Regions from separate parts of the Rattus norvegicus genome. Here region 1 is linked to region 2. Evidence: chromatin contacts called from public Hi-C data. All regions are on one chromosome and are shown on one strand. The core of a region is the stretch at or near the end of the contact, and the rest is flanking DNA. Distances in the headings are between cores, read along the strand shown.

What was found. A called contact is a pair of places that touch in the nucleus more often than the background predicts.
Region 1: a contact with region 2 is called in a Hi-C map of Schwann cells, with 4 times the contacts expected there. The contact joins the promoter of Srp9 here to the enhancer-like site in region 2. A contact is called at or near these places in 11 of 12 Hi-C or Micro-C datasets (the A7r5 cell line, the Rat2 cell line, Schwann cells and 6 more) and 1 of 1 datasets of contacts at active chromatin or transcription factors (oligodendrocytes).

What each region holds. Positions count from the first base shown.
Region 1 is chr13:96,362,914-96,365,613 of GRCr8, forward strand. Srp9 (signal recognition particle 9) reads left to right here and starts at 1,340. Exons shown (of 3, transcript NM_001126095.1): 1 at 1,340-1,564. The coding sequence starts at 1,493.
Region 2 is chr13:96,133,032-96,135,731 of GRCr8, forward strand. No RefSeq gene overlaps it. Among named protein-coding and RNA genes, the nearest start is that of Lbr, 39 kb to the left of the region's middle. Within about 2 kb of position 1,255, at least 37 of the 93 cell types and tissues checked have an H3K27ac peak or open chromatin away from gene starts, as enhancers often do. A contact at or near this core is called in Schwann cells, where this site is marked.

The DNA.
Region 1 (2,700 bases), core at 90-2,589, 230 kb after region 2:
CAGCTATCATGATGTTCTCTTTCTAGGACCACCATCATTCTTCTTATTAATTTTTGCTTATTTATTTAAAAACAATGTCTTTCTAAGTAGCTAAGTTTGGCCTTGGTCTAAATAGCAGGGGCTTCCCTCAAACTCATGACACTAAAGAAAAAGAAAGAATAAAAGAAAGGAAGGAAGAAAAGAGAAATAAAATGAATGAAAGGAAAGAAAGAAGAGAAAAATGAAAGAAAAAGAAAGGAGGAAAGAGGGGTTGGGGATTTAGCTCAGTGGTAGAGCGCTTGCCTAGCGAGCGCAAGGCCCTGGGTTCGGTCCCCAGCTCCGGGGGGGGGGGGGGGGGGGAAAGGAGGAAAGATAAAATTAAAAAAGAAAAGGAAGAGCTCAGGAAGAGGGAAGGTAAGATGGGGAGGAGAGAGCGTGGTTCAGCTCCATGGCAGAGACCTTGCCTAGAATGCATACTTCCCAGCACTGTAAACCCCCAAACAAGACAAAACAAAACAAAACAAAAAACCGTTTATAGCTGCCCAATGGACAGGGAAATGTAATTTATAGTAAGAGAAAGCATATTTGTGGGACCAGGAGTGAGGGCAGAGAGAACGAATTATCAGGAAGCACGAAGAGATTTCTAGATGTGAAAAACGTCCCCATACGTTGCTTATGACATTAGGCAAGTAGGTATATGCTCTGTGGGTGTGTGATGTGTGTATATGTATTTTTTTCAGAACTCTTGATCATTTATTCTTAAAGCCGATATTTACTGCACACATAAAAAAATAGCCCAGTAAAATTTATTTTAAAAGCTATCCTGTGCCACACACTGCCTGAAGAGAAGACTCAAATTTCTTATACTAGCAGACACCACAGTGTGGCTTCCTTCTCTCCTTGCTTCTCCTCTTACTCCATTCCCTTAAACACTGTCCATTTTAAGTACACTGCAGATCTAAAATGTGCCTAGAGGTCTCGCCCTTCTCTACTCCCAGTTCAGTTTGTCTCACCTCTGTGACCTCTTTTTTGTTCCCCTGACCCGATACAAAAGTCTATCACAGAAAGCTTTTGGTGGGGCTCCTGTTATGTCTTCCCAACTCCGTGATTAGGCTTTGAGTGTGACAGCTGTTCCTTGTCATTACCACGACTGCAACTAGGGTACCGGGTCACAGAGCTGCTGAGTCTTTGGAAAACCAGAGCCTGACTTTATAATCAATCATAGCCTGGAAAGGCAGCACCGACACCACCCCTCCAGTCCTGCAGGCGGCGCTGTGGCAGCCGCCCGCCCATCTCCCGACCGCTCTGAGCGGAGGCCCCACCCCCTAACAGCATGCCTCCTGCCCATTGGACCGGCGCGGCCGGGGCTGACCAATGGCGCAAGCGCTAGTGCGCCTCCATCTTTGGGCCGCCAGAGTCCAGCGCTGTGGGCGGTTGCGGGAGAGCGGTGGGCTGTCAGTGCGACAGCGCGTTTCTTGCTTCGCGGCCTCGTTTCGCGCTGCCCGAAGCCGCGATGCCTCAGTTCCAGACCTGGGAGGAGTTCAGCCGCGCGGCTGAGAAGCTCTACTTGGCGGACCCCATGAAGGTGAGTCGCTGCAGGGACGGCCCCGGGACTGGGGTCTTCTCTAACCTTGGCGCGACCTGTGCACATCCAGGAAGCTGAATCGGTCTACCGGTGTCACTGCCCTCTCTCGTCTCCTTCCATCTGACACGGAGACCCATGGAAGCTCCGCCAGCAACCACAGGCAGAGCCTTTTCCGCAGCGGCGGGCTCCAGAGCAGGCTGCACCCGGTGGAACGCCTGACTTCCGCTATGGATTTGGTTGGTTTACGTGTCGCCGGCTCTTTCCTGTCCGTCACGTATTTTAGTGCCCCTTTCCCTTCCCACCAAGACGCAAGAGTACCTACTTACAAAGTGGTGATAATTCCGGTCCCAGTTGGGAAGAACCTACTCCACTTTTTTTTGGATAGTGGGGATTTTTAGTTTTTTTTTTCCCCGTGGGTCAGTTGAAACCTTGTGAATGCTTGCACTTATACGTTAGACATAAATGTTTGCAAACGGTTCATTCCCCAAAGCAGAACTACCCATTCCCATTTACCAGTCCAGAATAGGTTCCGGGAGAGACACAAAGGTACATTTCACCGTTCCTTAAAGGGTTGTTGAAGGTAAGGTAGATGCATTCGTGTGTGTGTGTGTGTGTGTGTGTGTGTGTGTTTGCGTGTGTGCGTGTGTGTGTGTGTGTGTGTGTGTGTACTGAATAGATGCTCAGCATGCAGAACTCACTTAAGAACGGGAAGAGGGAACCGACTCCTCAGAGTTGCCCTCTGATCACACATCACACATGCACGCGTATACATACACACACACAGTAATAAGTAAAAATGTAAAAATACATTGGAGCTGGCAACTTGTAGTGGCAGTACTTACCTCAGACTTTTTACAGGGAGCCATCTCTCCAGCCCACAGGAAGCATCTTTTAAAAAGGTTAATTCATGGGACTGGAGAGATGGCTCAGTGGTTAAGAGCACCGATTGCTCTTCCAGAGGTCCTGAGTTCAATTCCCAGCAACCACATGGTGGCTCACAACCATCTGTAATGAGATCTGATGTCCTTTTCTGGTGTGTCTGAAGACAGCTACAGTGTACTTATATATAATAAATAAACCTTTTAAAAAACAGCAAAAAAGGTTAATCCATTAAGTCTTATGTGTACCAGTGTTTT
Region 2 (2,700 bases), core at 5-2,504:
TCCAATTGTGATTACAACTTTATGGGACAGAGCAAATGCTACATCAGAATTAAAGATGCAGTGACTTGGGGTTGGGGATTTAGCTCAGTGGTAGAGCGCTTGCCTAGCAATCGCAAGGCCCTGGGTTCGGTCCCCAGCTCCGGGGGGCGGGGGGAGAAAAAAAAAGATGCAGTGACTCCCCAGCACTTCTGTCCGTGATCAACTGTGTTGCAGAGTATGACTTCCCTGCAGACTTGATTCCGAACACATGTGTGTGCTGTGCACTGTGCATGACCTGGTGCCACACATCACCAGCGAATGCTGCCTGAGCCCCTCAGCTCAGATCTGAGACAGTGTTTTTACTGTACATACAAAGTCCTCTGTTCTTACCAAAACATCGAGGTTTAATTATGGAAAACAAATGCCTTCAACATTTCCCTGATGACAGCCCTTGACACGTCACATGAATGTGTCTTTGGGTTGTATGATGTAAGCATATTTGATTTTAAAACGTGCTGTTTGAGCTGCTGACTTGAATTTCATTTTTAAAAAGATCATTAAATCGTGGTTTTGAGACTAACACAGAATTCCCAACAATTTCTGAAATGGCTCTAAACACATTTCTGCTATTTTGAATTTACACCGCCTGTGAAAAATACTGAAGATATTCCATGTTCTATGGTATGAAATACGTAGCTAATGTCGTATTCCCTATGTAAATATAATCAATCATACCCATCTCATCTCTACAAATTTGCTCTCATCTTTAATAAATGCTGTAATTATATGTATGTGTAAGAACTGCTTTTAAATTTTCTTTGTGAGCTATTACCTCTAAATGTAATTGCTTCTCTGTTTTTGTCTCCATATAGCTAGGGTCGCATACAGGAGGCGGCGAAAAGAAAAAATGTAAGCCCTGCCCTAAAGAATAGCTCCCATCCTCCTCTCTGGGAGAAGATGCCCTGGTAAATTCTGGCAGGCACCTGGGTTACTCTGTGCTCTCCCTGTACCCACAGCCAGTTCAGGTCACCGTGCGGGCGCCCTGCGGCTCCCAGAACAGGTAACAAGCATCCCAAAGCCTGGAATAGACGCAATCTACGTCCCTCACCCAGCCCTCACTGCCTGGAGGACTCTGCGAAAGAACTCCCCAGCCACCAGGCCACTGAGCACCCTAGGACCTCAGCCAAGGGAATGGGGACAAAGCGGAAGGTGCTAAGAGCTGCCACAGCCACAGATGGGATGAGGCCTGCATGCAGAAGCTCTGTCACAGCGCCACCATGTGGTCAGCTGCAGAATAGGCATGGCACCAGTGGGGTAGGGGTGGGGCCTGAAAGGGATCTACCCTTTCTTGCAGAGGCCCCTGGGGGATTTGGAACCCGGCCCTACTGGCTGACCTCACTAGGACACTCTCTTAGGACCCAAAGTTGGCGGGAAACTTCTGTCTCATAACTCTTACTCTGTTAGGAAAGGCCTAAAGCCTCTGAGGAAGAGACCAGAGGCACAGATGGACTTTTGCTCCCTGAGTGAAGGCTCCTAGTGTTCAGTGCAGAGATGGATGGGGAAAGAGAAAAGTGGGTCAGCTTCTTGGTGGGGGAGGGTGATCCCAGAGGATGCACCATCTAGGGTCATCTCAGGTGCTGGTTCTGCAAGGGAATTCCGGAAGAACCGCCATGCTGTACCGGCCAGTCTGCAAGGGGTTGGCATGAAGCCCTGGCTTTGACTTTGAGAAATAAGTCGCAGACCAACATACACCCGGCACTACGCCAGCCTGCCAGCCAGCCCTGGGTACGCTGGGTATTTGACAGCACTCTGACTGAGAGCCCAAGTGGGAGGGAAGTGAGACGCAATTTGAGTGGGACAGGAAACAGGATGTGGCAGTGTTCCTCTGGCCTAGGCCTGAAAGAGCTATGGCAGGTTCCAGGGTGGGCCTTGAGTGCCACCTGGTTTTGGACTGCAAATCATCAGGCAAACACCATTTTCCTGACCCATGCACCTTCTTTGACACTAGTCCGTTATGTGCCTGGAGGCCAGAGCACGAGAGAGCAGAGAGCGAAGTAACCTCTTCCCCAAACCCTGAGGATAAAAAGCTCATCTTTGCCTTTCTAAGCCAAGTTGTGTGGTGGGGAGGGGGAGCGGGAGTAGGAAGGGGAGCGGGAGGGAGAGGGGGGATGAGAAGATGAAGGGATCCTTTGTGCTTTGAGAGCCTCCAGGCAGGAAAGAACAGCCTCTTCGAAGGATGTAAAAACCATCCGTGGGGTTGCCTGTGGCCCAACAAGAGAAAGCTTTCTCTGCTGGGTTGTTTAAGTAATGCCTGCTTCTGGATGCAGTGTCACACGGCCCTCTGGACAATGACCTGGGCTCTGCCGAGGCCCACAGATCCCCAGGGCTGGAGAACAGTGAGGGAATCATTGGGCATAGCCTGAGGTCAATGTGGCAGCCCGTGTTCCTCTGAGCTCAGGAGTTCCTAAGTAAGCTCTGAGTGGGAGGGATCCCTGAGAAGAAACAGAACAGTAGGTGGACGGTCCTCCCCAGGGAAGTGCAGGCTGCTGTTAGGTTTAACCTGATGTGGGAAACAATGTCCAACTGGTGTTCCCAGTTCAGTGTTACACAGCTGCTCCTCCTGCAAGAGACCCTCTTGACTGACAGGAGAGGGAGAGGAGTCCCCCAAGAGGGGCTATAGCTCGATGGTAGACTGCTCATTTAGCACTCGTCAGACCCTGA